2 separate regions of the Zea mays genome follow, and region 1 is linked to region 2. A link is a contact called in public Hi-C data. All regions are on one chromosome and are shown on one strand. The core of a region is the stretch at or near the end of the contact, and the rest is flanking DNA. Distances in the headings are between cores, read along the strand shown.

Region 1 (2,700 bases), core at 97-2,596, 150 kb after region 2:
ATTTAGAGACTAGACCCTCTGTATTGACGGGAATTGCAATTCCAGGTACATCCAAACAATAGATTTGTATTACAACTCATTTTCAATATTAGACAGATTTGGTATTGGATGCAATTCAATTCTAACATCTCCAATATCTACATCTAAATGGACCCTAAGTTGGATCAAGTAACAACACTATATAAAGATACTTTTCCGTAACGAATACTTACAACAACACCTATTTAGTGCTCCATCCATCCAAAATATAATTCGTTTTAGGCTAAACATATATTAATTAATTAATCATGAATGTAGTTTATATGCATATCTATATTCATTATTATTCACTCAAATGTGGATAGATAAAAGATGGCTAGAATGAACTATATTTTAGGATGGAGGGAGAGTAGTAGATATAAGCATCGTTGCTTTTTTTATAAGTCTAATTAAATTTAAACTTACAGCCCGTTTGGATCATTAGAATTGAATTCCATTCTAATAATAGTAATTTAGACATATATCAATTAAGCTAATTCAGTTTTATGCAAAATATATTTGTATACTATTATTAGCAAGATGTCGGAGATATTTATGTGCTACATTTTTACTATAGGGAAGTGAGACGAAGAGTGTCATGTAAATTATAGATTAGAAACCAATTCTAGTAATGCATAAAATCATTTCTCACCCTCCACCCCATGAATTTAAGATAGGCTTATATCTGAAATTTAGAAAGTGGTGGAATGTCAAATTCCAAACTAAATAAGTTACTTTATTGAGTGAATTCCAATTCCTCTAAAATGAAGGGATCCAAACGCCCCGTTATTTGATTTGACTCAATATTATCTTATAATTATACTCACTCCGTTCTGAAATATAGTTCTTTCTAGAATACTTTTTTCCGTCCAAATTTATTCAAATGATGATAAATATAGACATACATAAAAATTGCATTCATATGTTACTTAATGAATATGTGATTAGTCTAAAACGGATTATATTTTGAGACGGAGGGAGTATTATCTTGTAAGATCGAGACGGTTTGTCTCTTCAACTTGTTCGAACCTTACTATTCATCAAATTTGATGATTTCACGTTGTGCTCAACGGTCACTGTAGTGTGCTCCTATGTGAACTGGACCGAACGTGTATGGTAAGGGATCGTGACACACACTGCGACAAAACAGCAGATCATGCACCAAAAGATAAGATTTCTGAACAGTGTGGATACCTATGTGATTTGTACATATGTAAGGCCGGTCCATTCTGTTTCTGGCGTATCAGTGTCACGTATGAAACCTACTCGCAGACCTAGCGGATCGATGGCCATGGCCATGCTAGTTATTTCTCGGGCGTGAACCGTGACCTCATCATCTCCACGCTGCCAATTTTGAAGTCACAAGCCAGGCAGGCAGACACCGCCCACCAGGTGTAGGGCGGACGACTCCTGGCAAAGATAAAATCTCAAAGAGCATCTTCTGGGGCCGCCCAATTCTTTTTCACCCGATTACATTATTGAACTATATCTAGCTGTGCCTGGAAGCCAAACGCGGAGCTGCACTCGTTATGGCAAAACTCTAGCTCTTCTGAGTGGGGCAGAAAATATTAACATGTGTACTTGGCATTTTGGTTAGTTTTACAACACAATCGTCTAGTATTTTACAGAAACAGAACACTTGTGCACCACGCCGATCAACCAAAATGCTACATACATACATTAGAAGCAGCGTAGAAACAAGTGTAATATAGCTGAAACTACTTGAAGAAAAGACCCTTCTTTCTTCTTCCTCTTCTCTCAAGAGCCTGCGAAATTGAAGGTAGACATTTCACGTTTAGTGTTGAAACAGCAGGCAGGTATAAATGCGCACATGATGCACCAGTTCAATATCAGCAATCAGCTCACCATGTTTTTTTCCATTCCATCTCTTTAGGGCTTGTTCGGTTCTACCCCAATCCATATGGATTGAGGGGGATTGAGAGGGTTTCAATCCCTAGTAAATCAAAATCCCTCTTAATCCGTATCAATCCCCTCCAATCCATATGGATTGAAAATAACCGAACAAGCCTTTAAAGGGTGGATGACACAAGGGGATGATCGTGGAAGCACATACGTGCCAAGTCACCATTTGTACACTAACGCACTCTACACTGGCAGAACAGATTCTCTAAAAACATGCAGGTTCAGGAACAACAGGCAATGGCATTTTTTATCACATGATGGAGCTTCCTAGACACCATCTGTGATGATTAAAAGAACAATTTATTTGATAAATATAAGATGAGGCACACTTTGGGTGCCTCCACCGCCCACCCCACAAAAAAACATCTATTTAAATAGTATATTTGTCGGTGTTAACCAAGATACAACGTAATTGTCATGCCGCAGATCAGATCAACAGGAGTCCCATGACATTCAAAATGACATAAGAAGCGACACGACAATAGATTTTGGTGACCTAACTTAAAAAGGTTTTTAGAAGAACATATATGGTAAAAGCATACAAGTCTCAATCATACAGAACAAACTACCAACAATTCAGCAAGTCCATAGTTTTATATTTGTCTACTGATAGTGTTCCAGAGAAGAGGTGAATGTTGTGCGGTGCCATCAAACATGCTAATAAATTTAGAACAAGTACCACCACTGTTCAACCTGATCTCTGGCACCAGTTAGTTTTTTCAACTGTATACAAATTGTCCGATTTGCTATCTTGAACCG
Region 2 (2,700 bases), core at 157-2,656:
AGTTACAAATCTTTGTATGCAATTATATAGTCGATAATTTTTTTATTTGAAATTATCTATCTAACGAAATTATGTTTAAATTCCTCATATTTAAAGTTCAATTTTTTGAATAACATCGGATAGAAAAATAACAAAAAATGATATTGGATAAATAAATTACGTTTTTTAAATTTTCTCATATTTAAAATTTAAAATTTTCAAACGATATTGGATAAAGAAATGTCTAAAATAAAAAGTGTAGATCCAAAAAGGCTACAAAAATTATAATTAACAACCCTTTTATTTGAACTCATTTATGTTCTACCGATATTTATTGTAAAACGGAATAAACATAAAGAGCAGAAGGCTGAAGCTTTGAAAGAAAAAGAGCAGAGAGAATTGTGATGTAGTACTCCTACGGTCCTACCTACGTACGTACGTACGTACCTTGCAGTGGATGGTGTAGAAGATTTTGGTGCCGGCGACGGAGAGGTTGGCGTTGACGGTCTCGGCGCCTTCTTCCTCCAGCACGGTGACCACCTCGTGCAGCTTGAAGGGTCGCGCCGCGCTGCTGATGAGCACCACGTCCAGGCTTGACCCGTCATTGTGCTGCCGAACCTCTACCACCGCCGGCGGCATGTCGTCCTCCCGCCGGCCGGCTTCTTCAGATGATCCTGCGCCACCGCTCGCCGTGGTCGTCGCTGCCGACGATGTGGAGGCGCCTCCTCCTCCTCCGCCTCGTCTCGTGCCACTGCCAGCGGCCAAGAGCCGTGCAGAGGCGCTCTTGTGCCGCAGCTCCTCCACCCTCTCCTTGAGTCTCTTTATGTACGTGGCTGCCTCGTCTAGGCTACCCAGCTGGGTCATAGCATCCTGTGCTTCGTTGTACATACAGAATTTACTATCTCTGGATGGGCGAGCATATATATGGCTAATAGCTAGCAATTAACTAGCTAGACCTTTGGTACCAAACAGCCGTAATTGTAATTCGAATACACATGACCTTGGAGGAGTAGTGTTCTTTCGGGATGAGGGAGGCGAGCTTGGCGCAGAGGCTCTTCATCTGCTGCCTCCTCCTCCTCTCGATCTCCTTCCTCTCCACCGCCGTGGTCGTCGTGCTGCCGCTGGTGTTGCTCGTGCTGCTTCTGCTGCTCTTCTTCGCTCTCATCTCCATCGATCTCTCTCTCTCTCTCTCTCCACACAGCCCTCTCTGTCTCTAGATACCTCGCTCTGTGTGTTCCGCAGCACCGGGACTGGTATAAAAAGAGGCAGAAGTGGCGGCTACTGGTCTAGATATAAGAAGCCAGTAACAGTGGCAAGAACCCACATGCACGCATAGGCGCAGGCAGGTGCAGTGGGCATATACAAGACCTGACTTCAGTAGTTCAGTTGAGAGCAAGCATACATCACTTTACATGCACGTGTGTACATACAGGAACATATGGACCAGAAGATTGTTATTATGAGAAAAAAAAAGAGTGGACGTACGAGAGCTCAACTAATGGTGGCCCCAACGGACAATATATTTATTGTGGCGGGCCGCGGCCGGGACAGCTAGCTAGATTGCCTATGGCCTACATATGGAGATCTACAGTCCACAGAGGAATTTACATATTTATTTATATGAACCACACACACACACACATTCTTACTATTACTCAGCAGTAAAAAATATAAAGGTAGAGCTTGCTATCAAGTGTTAAGGCATAGCCATAGCAGATTGAAACAGAGCCAGTCTAGGCAGCGAGCCACGTCCTCCTGAGTAACGACTAATAAAATGATTCGGTGCACACATGTGGTACTACGTAACGACATGCACGGCGCGCTGCCGGCCGGCATGGGTTGCGTGGAGCTGATGACGCAAGCCGGGGCGACGTAGGCATGACCGGCCGCACCTCGCGTCGCTGACAGTGGCAGCGATCAATAGTCGAGTGCCACGCAAGGCGTAACCACCCTCGGCTATTTTTGCCGAGTGTTGGGAATTTGCGCTTTACCGAGTATATTTTATCGGACACTCGGTAAAACATTCTTTATCGAGTACCACCAGCCCCGTGCCAGAGGGTGTATGAGCTTTGCACTGGAACAGGGCCCTAAATATTTAGGGCCTCCAAACGTGTAAATTTGCAGTACAATATAATAGTTTATTTTCGTACTATATGAAAGCACAAGTTGTTTTGGTTCCATGTTGTCTCCACGTTTAAATTTTGAAAAAATGTTAACATTATGTCGGATCACTTTGCTAATTAAAGGGTGTATGAATACACTAGAGCTAATAATTAGCTGTTAAAATTAGCTAAAGACATCAAAACAGTATAGTTAATAGTTGAGATATTAACCTCTTTTAGTAAATTAACTAATAGTTAGCTAGCTATTTGTTAGCTAGCTAATTTCACTAACAATTTTCAGTCAATTAACTATTAGCTTTAATGCATTCAAACATCTCTAATTCTTTATTAATCTGTCTATATGTATGCTTCTATTCCATGACGTGAGGCATAAGTGAAAGGGAAATGTGCCCTTGGGCAATTTCTATAAGTATTTTGGTGATTAGATGCCCAACACATTATTTCAGTACTAATATGCTAAATGTGTGAAATATGCAAATCAAAGTAAAAGGTACGTTTATAGACTTAGTACATTGTTTTTGTGAACTAACATTGTTTGTCTAAGTGCTAGAAACAGTGCCGAAAAGAGAGGAATCAGATTGCAAAAGACTTGGTTGTG

The links. A called contact is a pair of places that touch in the nucleus more often than the background predicts.
Region 1: a contact with region 2 is called in a Hi-C map of leaf, with 5 times the contacts expected there. The contact joins the enhancer-like site here to the promoter of LOC103649908 in region 2. A contact is called at or near these places in 6 of 25 Hi-C or Micro-C datasets (leaf and tassel) and 1 of 3 datasets of contacts at active chromatin or transcription factors (seedling).

Annotation. Positions count from the first base shown.
Region 1 is chr3:29,924,340-29,927,039 of Zm-B73-REFERENCE-NAM-5.0, forward strand. LOC100304403 reads right to left here. Exons shown (of 21, transcript NM_001165839.1): 21 at 1,550-1,784. The coding sequence ends at 1,737. Among protein-coding and RNA genes, the nearest start is that of LOC100304403, 35 kb to the right of the region's middle. Within about 2 kb of position 1,347, at least 11 of the 20 cell types and tissues checked have an H3K27ac peak or open chromatin away from gene starts, as enhancers often do. A contact at or near this core is called in leaf and seedling, where this site is marked.
Region 2 is chr3:29,776,948-29,779,647 of Zm-B73-REFERENCE-NAM-5.0, forward strand. LOC103649908 (transcription factor bHLH162) reads right to left here and starts at 1,407. Exons shown (of 3, transcript XM_008675593.3): 1 at 980-1,407; 2 at 427-849. The coding sequence starts at 1,150.